Linked DNA regions of Pungitius pungitius: region 1 is linked to region 2. Evidence: chromatin contacts called from public Hi-C data. All regions are on one chromosome and are shown on one strand. Each heading gives the region's core, a stretch centred on a gene start, on an enhancer-like site or on the middle of the called end of the contact. The rest is flanking DNA. Distances are from core to core; before and after follow the strand shown. Region 1 holds the start of commd10 (COMM domain containing 10). Region 2 holds the start of LOC119225551 (dmX-like protein 1).

The links. Hi-C and Micro-C count contacts between places; a contact is called where the count stands out from the background.
Region 1: a contact with region 2 is called in a Hi-C map of muscle, with 5 times the contacts expected there. The contact joins the promoter of commd10 here to the promoter of LOC119225551 in region 2. A contact is called at or near these places in 2 of 2 Hi-C or Micro-C datasets (both in muscle).

The regions. Positions count from the first base shown.
Region 1 is chr5:3,643,720-3,649,379 of fPunPun2.1, reverse strand. It overlaps commd10 (COMM domain containing 10), which reads left to right and starts at 1,864. Exons shown (of 7, transcript XM_037482806.2): 1 at 1,864-2,014; 2 at 2,776-2,866; 3 at 3,478-3,588; 4 at 4,172-4,327. The coding sequence starts at 1,986. ap3s1 (adaptor related protein complex 3 subunit sigma 1) reads left to right here. Exons shown (of 7, transcript XM_037483254.2): 7 at 1-771.
Region 2 is chr5:3,436,249-3,441,491 of fPunPun2.1, reverse strand. It overlaps LOC119225551 (dmX-like protein 1), which reads left to right and starts at 1,890. Exons shown (of 50, transcript XM_037483486.2): 1 at 1,890-2,234; 2 at 3,695-3,932; 3 at 5,070-5,195. The coding sequence starts at 3,846.

The DNA of each region.
Region 1 (5,660 bases), core at 615-3,114, 210 kb before region 2:
ACATCAACATTGGTGACATCAGCATCAAAGTGCCAAATTTACCTTCCTTCAAGTAGTGGCAGCGAGGTCGTGGAGCTGCAGTCGGCCAATGTTTACCGCGATGCAATCTGCTTACCAAAACCTCAACTACTAACTTGTATCAAAACTACACAGCTTGATGGTCCCGTTTGACACTCCTTGCTTTGGTGTTACTTCTTCTTTTTTTTTCTCCTGTTAAACAAACAAAAAAGGTTTCAAGTGTTTTTTGTTTGTTCCTTCGGTTGGAAGGAAATCTGAAGTATTTATTTATTTGTGGTACATTCCTTATGCCTCGGTGGAGGTTGGCGTTAAGCTGCTACAGTACGGATCTGTGACAGTTTGTAACTGAAATGATTTCACTGACTCAAGTGTTTACTTAAGGAGACAGCGTGGCTGGTGGTGACGTTATGGGAAATTCTTTTTGGTTTGGTAATTCCAGACAAGAGAAATAAATCACTGAAGGTAAGAGCATGAAACTACTTCAAATATCAAATCAAAAAAGGTCTGCCACAGTATTGACATCTTCATGAATTACAGCTTGTTTGTAACCTCAGTGCAAAGAATAATATTCTATTACAGATATGCTGTGTGTGGAAATATGGATATATATATATATACTGAAATGATTTGCTCTTTTCTTATTTGTATGCAAAATATTTTTAAATGATTTATCATGTCTTATTAAATGATGTTAATTTTAATTTGCATGACTTTTCTTTTCTTTTTTCAACATAATAAACTGTCAAAACTCAACCTTGTGATTGCCTTATTGTGTTATTACTCTTATATTGTAATATTAATGTGTGTTCGATATGGAATACTTATCAGGCCATATTGCCATAGATGCAGCATATCATTACGTTGTCCCTAATGATGCACTCATGCGTTGTAGTCTAATAACTGCTTATTAAAGATATATATTTGTCAAAACTCTTTCCCTGGTCAGCCCATTCCTGCGCTTGAATTATTGCAGACATATACAGGGGGTACGGGTCTAAATACTACCATGTGATATTTCAGGTTTTCATTTAATACATTTGCAAAAATTTCAACATTTTTTTTTTCTGTCAAGATGGGGTGCTGAGTGTACATTAATGAGAAATTAAAATGAACTTTTATCTGCAATGAAACTGAAAAATTGAAAGGGGTCTGAATACTTTCCGTATTCTGTAACCTGACAACCTATGATTTCTTATTGATGAATCCACAGACACACAAAACATTAATAATTTAATAATGTCGACATAGGGACTTTATAAAGGGTATCCTTTCCATATTAAGCTTCGTAGTACTGCTAAAATGTATTTTACTACCTCTATATTTAAGATGAAAATGTAATTTATACTTTCATGCATTTACTTAATAGGATGCAGTATTACTCTTCCACATTGTCGAACAAAAATGAAATGGTTGTCAGTGACTAATATGTAATAATATAACACATAAGAGTTTTTAAAGTCAACATAGGCTAATAGAAGTTTTGTGCCGTTACATTAGCACTAATTGTGTTATTTTCTAATACAGGTTGTATAATACAACTTAAGTGCGCCTATTTGTAGCATAGCTGTAAAACAACGACGCTTCCGTTGTCGCGCATTTGTTGCCGCTCTGTTTGTCCATCGCTTATTCCGTAGTTACTCCTGCAGCAGATACTTTAAGGTGCGCAGCTTTTACGCAGCTTTTACTGCAACGACTTCTATTGCGCGGTCACAGTGACCTTTGCTGTTGACATTGTGTTACAAACCATCATTCACACACTCTCGAACTCACAATCACTTCAAAATAAATTAACTTGTAGTTAATGTATTTGTCTCTCTCCTGCACTTTGCTGCGCATAATGGCGCAGCTTTGAGTGTCATGGGACTAGTCTCGTGACAACAGGAAGAAGGAACGACACCGAGGATGCTGCTTCTGCTTTAACACATTTCAACAGTTCATTTTTCATTTGCAGGAAGCAACAATCAACAATGACTTCTTTTATAAAAGAAACAGAGAGGTGAGCCGCTTTTAGATTGTATTTAGAGAAAGTAAATCCTTACTGTAACGTTTGCTTTCGTGACAATACCTGTAGCCAAATCCCGTAAAAGGTTCCCGGTATTGGGATTTGTTGCGTTAATGGACCTTTGCAAAAACCTCACACTAGCTTTGGAAGGGGTTTTGTAGCTGCTGTCCTCATTAAGCTTTGCATTTCTACATTTTTGCAAATTACTTTGCAAACTAAAGTTTTTTTGCCTCCAAAACATGTAGCTATGATGCACTTTTTTAAAAACTAGATGGAGAGGGGCAATCAGACCTGTAACTTCCAACACTTTGCAGGGTTGGAAGTTGTGTGATCCAGCGTGACGATGTGGTGTGCGCGTGGAAACCTCTTAAATGTAACAGAACTGATCATTTGAATTGGAAAATTAAAAAAAACATTGTTGTTTGCCAGAGACAAAATCTAATGTTTTTCAATGTAAGAGCTCTCCATATGATAGAATATTTAAAAAATAATAACGTCCCAACGGAACCTATTGCAATATATAGCCACTACTGTATATGATGCTATAGGGTGTCACTGCTGTATTGCTTATAGTTCATGTGTGTTTGTTGTCAGTGTATAGATGTGCCTTTGAAACAAACAGCCAGCGTGACGCACCAGTCATGTATGACATCGTACTCTGGCGGGGAGCCGTGAATTTGTTTATTAACTAAAAGATCAGAGTGCTTTCTACGCAGCCGCCATCAACACTCACCACCCTTCTCTCTCCGAAACAGCATAAAAGAAGCGGTGACTTTCATCAACGCGATTGATGTGAACAAGTTCTCCAGGCTGATCTCCCGCATCACTCAAAAGCTTCATCTGAAGGTGTGGAGACTGCACACGCTGTAAACCGAGCCAAAGACGAGAGGCTCTCGCTGCAAAGCTGTAGTGCCACAGAGAGCGGCGCATGCATAATGACTCACTGGAGCATCAGTCACACTCTGCTCTAATGAATGCACTCACATGCCTGACACTGTTCACACAGGCTTTTCACAACATTTTACTGGCTGTCAGATTTCCAGTCAGTAATGCGAAGAACAATGTACACGTTGAGTTCTTTTTTTTGTTGCAGTGTTGAGGGAAACTAACACACTGTTTGTTTAAATGAGAATATTTTAAAGACATAAAAACCTGTCAAAGCACAGGTGTACCCCGACTAGTTTGACGTGGCTTCCTGTTACACATCATACGTAGAGACACTGCTAATGTTAATTTTGCGGAAAAGATGTGTTCACACGGCGTAAACGTGCGTAATGTCCAAATTGAATTTGAACTGTTGGACATTACCTGGGTGTCAGAGGCCAGAATACATATCTATTCTAGAAATATATCATATTCGTGTATTTTGAAAGGTTGTTGCATATCAGTCAAATATTTGCTTTTCATTCATTCTTGAAGTTCTTGAAAACACAGAGTGAATCATGTCGTCTCCACAGGGTGAGCGGACATTCAGTGAGGAGGAGGAAGAGAAACTTCAATCTGCGCTCTCATTGGATAAACAGGCTCTGAATCTAGTCCTGGAAACCGCTGCCTTTATATTGGAGCAGGTGAGGGGGGGGGGGGGAAGGGGCCGCGGTCATCTGACATTTGTCTGTGGGTTTTATTTTTCTTCATAGCGTAATTTGTCTAGATATGAGTTATTTGTGAAAAATAAGTTGTATTTGTTAATACTGCACATTTACTTTTCTTACTTAAATATAATGACTTTGAGGGTTCAACATTAGGTATTAGCTGTTCTGCAAACAATGTTCTGTATGACCACAATACTTTAGCACCCTCCAATTATTTTATTTCAGTGCAGACAGACCATTGATATTTACCTCTAGGAAACCAAAAAACAATTATGTAAAATAACTATTTTTCTGCTTTGCTAAAATATATATTTTTCCCAAAGAACGCCAGACAGATAGAAATTGGCCCGTAGCTTTAGTCTCTGTTAGTGTGGATCACGTTGTGAGCCAATTTCTCCAGCAGGGGTCGCTGTTGTATCATCAGTTTACCGTTGTTAGGTGTCTAGAGTTGCGTAGGTTACAGACTAACTTGCAAGTTGCAGCTAACTGTGTAACCGATAAGACTCGGTGGATGGCGGGTAAAGCTACTGCTCTGACCCGGGTCTCCCCTCCTCTTTAGGCGGTGTATTATAATGTGAAGCCGACCTCTCTGCAGCAGCAGCTGGAGGCGGTTCATCTAAACCCTGAAAAGGCCGAGGTGTTCTCTCTAACCTGGGCCGCGGCCGGACCCGAGCTGGTGGAGAAACTAAAGCACAATACCTTTGCCCCGAAGAAGGTGAGTTTGATAAACAACCATCAGGGAGCTCTCACAAGCGCAGACCTCAACCCGAGGACGTCACCGCCGCGTAAGATCATTCCTCTCCCAGACGCTTCTTTTTAATCTTATTTTGAACCGAGCACTGTTTAATGGCAACATTACAATCACTTGATACTAAATTGACACGATCCAGACTGACCTGCTTTTGTGTGAATTAATGCCAGCGTTTTGGCTTACAAAGAGTTCCTTCTCAGCTCACAAGTTGTCACATTCATCTTTAAAAATTCTTTCCAATAGCTGGATAAAGCACTGACACATCAAACAGAATTCCTTACAAAGTCAAGGGAATTAAGATCTAACAGCATGTAAATGAGCAGCATGTAACCATCAGTCACATCAGACCTCTCCCCTGCCTGGGTCCCCCCATGGATTTGTTGCTGCAGCAGAAGGCCGTGACAGCCATTGTACCCGGAAACGACCTCTGCCTTTTCATTGACTCTAAAACGTACACGGGTAACTTTTCTAAATCGTTGCCACCAATTAAACACAGATCAAACTAGATGTCGAAGGGACAGGTCATCCCAGAACAGACGAATACTCGTTTGAACGCTGACCCAGAGTGCAACAAAACCACATTGACAAATGCTTTTCTCAAATACGTTACATTTACCAACTGAGTTGAAACAATACAATATATAAATAAATCTCACCCAACTTAAGCTTTCCACCTATATACACTGTGTTTGTATTCATTTATCACACAAATCATATGTCATTGTGGCGTTTGGTTGCATTGGTGTGTGAAATTTTGAGCCAGCAAGACAACTTGAAACGCTTTGGGGACCAATTTCTCTCCATAACGATCTTTGTTGAGGTGCATTGCTCTTTGGAATTAGCTTTCCCGGCTGCACTCGACAGGAGGTTATTCTTACCGCTGCTCTCTGCCAGTGGTCTGATTGATTAGCACCGCTGCTGTTTTAATCAACAATGCTGCTTTCAGGAGAATTAAGAAATTTGTCTTTGTCTGCGCTGAACAGTGCGGACACCTTTCGGTTACCTGCTTGCTTTTCTTATTTTTTTTTTCTCCTTTTAAATGACAGAACTGCTGCCGGCATTGTGCCCGACCACACACCCACCAAAATAGGAACACGACGGAGCACAAAACACAGGCACAAATCATGCTGGATAAACGTTCACGTGTTCCCGATAATAAGCGAGACATCATGTGGCTGCAATGTTTATTCATGCTAATGCGGACGCTGTCCCGGCGGTTCGACAGTGGCCCGGCCCTTCCCCACCTCACACCTGTCTGTTCGGATGCTCCGGGAGCATCTGAGCCCTATAAGTCACA
Region 2 (5,243 bases), core at 641-3,140:
TTTTTATTACACTAGAATGGTTGGTATGTGTGTTTTTGTGTGTGTTTGTGTCTGTAGATGTGTGCACAAGCATGCATGAGTGCACGAATATAATGTCTCTTTTAAAAGAAATATAGTGCACATGCATTTAACTTGCAGATGTATATGTGTTCATTATAACTCTAAATCACAATTTATCACAGTAATAGAGCTGCATCTTTAATAAGTCAGTGACCTACTTCCTGAATGGGAAGTCAACAGTTTCCTCATCATCACCATCCTGCCACGACGATGAATGTCGCCAACCTTCCTTAATGTCACTGCCACGTCACCCATTTGAATTATTCATAGTGACTGTCTTTCCCTCTTATCTCCTTGTGTGTTAATCGAGTAAGAAGCCTTCCACCCTTCTGTCCTCATTAATTTCCCATTCAACAGTGTTTTACCCATCAACGGTGGAGATAGGGTTGAATGTGCAGACATATTTACAAGTAGAATTTAAGAAGTTAGCTCCAGGCTAAATGTTATGTGGCCGAGATTATATCTAGCACTGTGTAAAGTCTTATAGTCAGCGTGCAGTCATCTTAATGATAGCCATGTGTTGTTTTGAATAAGGGAAAAGGGTAAGAAAGATGTTCATGAATAACGTAACAAGAACAACAAAAAATAACATCTGATCATAACACCTGAAATATAGTCCAGTTTAACCATCGTTTAGTCGTCTAAGTCAGTGGTTCTCAACTGGTCTGGCTCCGGGACGCACCATCACCCCTTAATGACAAGCCGCAACCCAAATCGATCGGTCAACGGGGGGTGTGCTAGCGGTTGTCTTTGCGGCGCCAACTGAAAACATGGACGTCCCTTCAAAATAAAATGAATTTTTATTTTGGGGGGATTTTTATTTTCCCATGCAACGGCCCACTAAAAACGGTGTCGCGACCCACCAGTTGAAAACCACTGGTCTAAGTAAACTAGAGTCCAGAGTATTGAGCAACAGTGACATCCTGTGGTTGCCTATGAGCTCAACACAAGGACCTTCCACTCGCCAACCACCAAATTTGTCCCTCATCTCAAAACTAGAACGGTGAGTAAATCATCAATTCAGATTGAATTTACATTGGACTACCAAGCATTGTAGAAATTTGATTGAAGACTAGAAAAATAAAAAGTTTAAAATCTCAGCAAATGGCAGATGAGCAGTTCCCAAAATGTATTGGGCCTATCCAAGTAAAGAGAGTATTGCTGACACAGAAACATAGTACCTGTATAAGATGATAAACAAACTTGGTTTGACACACACTCAATGCACATATGAGAGGGTTATTTTTAGTTCACAGTGAAACACTTTATTTTACTAGGACATTACTGTTAATGGTAAACAGACTGCTTGTACAGCACTTCTAGTCTTGTCACCGTTCAAAGTGCTTTGACACTACATGCCATGTAGCTTACCTGCCCATCGGTAACTAACATTCCCACCATTCACACATCCTAGTCCTAAGCGCCTACACTAGGTACAACCATTGTCTATATAGCAGGACTAATCAGTTTCTGCATTCCCACCGATCTGCGTTTACATAGTTAGTGTGTGCTTCGTCTGCTTGCTCATATTGACACTGCGGATGGGTTAAATGGTGGTTGCAAATCTATTAAATGTAGTTAGTAAAAGCAACTTTAAGCCCTTTAGGGTCACTGTTAAATAGGGAAATATGACTTATATTCAACTACATTATCACATTGCAGTTATGTATTAGAACCTCTTGACGGTAGGTTGAGCAATGTACTCCGCGTCTACAGAAAACCACAGTAAATAAAGTTCAACACAGCCACACCTGTGGTGTCCGCTGTAGCCTAGCCTTGCGCTGATATCACAGGAAAACTACAAGGACCACAATGCATTGCAGCGAAACGGTCATAATCATGACACATCTTCAACATAGGAAAAAGCTTCCCCTTGGAAGCGTTTTACTTGCTAACTTCGGGCAGACCCTGGCCCCTTCCCGCGGTTAGCGCTTGGAGAAGTATTTATAAAGCCGCTGGTCTCAGCCAGCAGATTGTCAGGCGGCGCGCGTGTGCCAAAAGAGACCTAACGTTTAGCTAGCGGTCTCGCTCAGGAGCTCGCTTAAAGAGAGCCTCGCAGGCTAGCGCGCGCTAACGCCAGCTAGCCGAGGAGACGTGACGTTTAGCGTTGGAGAGGTAACCTACATTCATCGAAGACACGGGCTTTGAGGGACATTACCAAGTAGATACACGGGGTAAGTAGCGCACCACTGTATTTAACATGGGATTGTGTTGCGGTGTTTGTGTCACTGATGAAACTGCAGTTGACGTTAGCCAAACTTGACAGCAAAGTTAGCCACAGGATTCGAACGACTTGAAAACGGGTAACGTTAGTTGGCTGTTGGCTAATGTGTCAAGTGTTTAAAATCATTGACACTTGACCACCTGTGTGTTTTTATCCGTACTGGTGTCACGGTGTTATCCAGACGTGGTGTCGTTTGGGCTCTTCGGTGTGTGCTGGCGTAGGAAACGTTTATCACGTGAGTCGCCACAGCACGGAGGACATAACGCGCGTCGCCCCCAGACGGAAACGAGCCCTACTCAACTGTGTATTGTTTGTCGTAGAAAACATTTCGACACCGTCGTCCTCTTGCTTAATAGACATTACGGTGATGTCACGTTTGAAATAATAAGTCATGTGCCTTGCCCCGAAACCGAAAGATTTCGCAGCTGAGACCGCAGTGTGCGAGTATGGCTTTGAGACGTAATGTGTGTTTTTAAAATGTTGGTCCCATTGTCAGGATACAGCACTTAACGTTAAGTCATGATTGGACCTATAACCGTATTGAGAAATCTCTTCCTGCGAAAATGTTTAGTGGACGAGCATTGTAAAACAAAGGTGTAAGGAGTAGACTGCTACTTGGTGCTGAATCACGTGGCTCCCTGGCACCTGCTCTGCACCCTTTTTATAAAGGCCGTTTAGTGTCTATTGGACAGACGGAGGTCTGTCAAAAGCCCAATCAAAACTTCTCAAATTGTAATCTAATTTAGCTATGGCACTCATACAATTGCTTCTTTTATATAGACATGACGTTATTTTCCAGTTGGGCAGTGGAGAGAAGCTGCTAGAACTTCTTGCCTTTTCAAGGTTTATACGACACAGGACTACAGCATCACCTTGCTTATTTCTTCTAGCTTCCTGAAAGGCCTCCCTACTATTTACCTGGCTGTTTTAAACCTGGTGGTTACTCCAATTCCTATACATGCTAATCCAGTTGAAACTGACCACATTAGAGAGGCAGTGAAGGAGCCCTTGATGATAACCAGCTGACACAAGTAGTACGAGTTTTACGGGTCATTCAGTCTTTAACAATGATCAAGTGACCGATGACGCCCATTTCCACTGTCTGTGTGCCGAATATGTTAAATGCTTATTTGCAGCGAGTTGTTTTACCATACTGCCAGCTTGTTTTCTTACAATGGTCCCATTGTGAGACAAATTCCATGCTGTTTTTGACTTTTCCAGAAAATCTTTCGGAACTCTTGATGCTCTGTATGCACACTATAATTCAATGGAAACAATTTGCAAACCATTTATTTCCTCCTCCCACATGCTGTCTGTTGAATCAATATCCATGTTTGTAAAATGTTCTAGGCTTGATGTGTACTGAACTAATACGTTCTGTTTTATGTCTCATCGTTGCCCTCTCTTCAGTACAGCAAGCCTGCAGAGACACTGAAGAGAATTTCCAGGATACAGACAAGGAACATGTCCTTCCTGTGGCTTCCCATGAATCTCACCTGGAGTGGAAGGGTGTTTTGAGAAGGGAGACTGCAAAAGGAACACAAGGAGACCCTTAAGAATCATGAATCTCCATCAGGTCCTCACAGGAGCTGTCAATCCTGGAGACAATTGTTTTTCTGTAGGGAGTGTCAACAATGTGCCATTCACGGTAAGATATTTCAGGCTCCCTGCAGTGCTGGTTAGCCAGGCGACTATTTCCTAATTCACAATGAGACTAAATAGATTAAACAATTATGTCACTGGAAAAGATTTTTCTGGATGGAAATGTCAATTCCCTGTTCTGACAGGTTATTCCCACGATTTAGATGTTGATTCTGGATTAAACCTACGCTAAGTAGATGACAACGTTTACAGTAGCCACACTTGGTAAACAAGACATTTGCTTTGTGAAATATAAGTTCTACTTTTTTCTCTCGGGTGAGGTAGCACACGTCCATTGTAAAGCCCTGCAGGAGGAAAATGCCATTAGTTTTGTCAACATCTCTCAGTTCTAAATTAACACAAAGGAGGGAAGGTACTAAACCAGTTGGGCTGGTGGCCTCATTTTTAAGTGTTGCATAGTCTAAACCCTCTTCTCACAAAAAACACCAAAAACTCTGAGCCTGTATATTATGCACAGTATGGAGACGGAAATTGGACAACACAAATTTGGTGAATTGATGCCAGTTTTTCTAAATTAAATACAGACACATTATTTTGTACAAATTGAAGATAACGGATAACCTGCCGTCGGGGGTTGTAGTGACCACTTAGGAAGCAGTCTGTGTGATCAAAGTACAAACATGAATATATAATTATAATGGGACCAATGTCATTGTTTATGTTTAGCTGCTGAATCATGTTTTAAGATCCTGCTCAAAAGTGCAAAAGCACTCTACTGCAGGACGTCCTGAAGGTCTTAGGACTGTGTGGCTGAAATACAAATGCATACCTGACAGATTTTGCCCTTTGTGGAATCAACGGCAACGCTGTGTGACACGACCGCGATTCTATTCAGAGAGTGGATCAATAGGAGAACTATTTATGTCTGCCTGTCCTCTCTTGAGGGAGATAGTCACGGTGAATCACGGCTCATGTGGCGATCTCCCTCAGAGAGAGCGACTGGAATGGAGCATTCAATTCTAATCTGATCTGCTTGTGCCCCAGAGCTGTCATACATTTGTGGTTTGATGCAATGACACTGGCTCCAGGACAAGTGAAGTTCACATGACCCCCCCCCCCCCCCCTCCTCCCCCTGTCGCCTCATGAGTGTAATCTTCAATCCCCCCGCTCTGTCTCTCGGTAGGCCTATGCATCGGGTTGTGACGTGGTGATTTTGGGCAGCGACTTTGAGCGACTGCAGATCATCCCCGGGGCCAAACATGGCAACATCCAGGTCTGCTGTGTCGACTGCTCGCTGCAGGGTGGAAAGGTAAGCGTAATGGACATGTACATGTACATTGCAGTTCAAAATGAATGT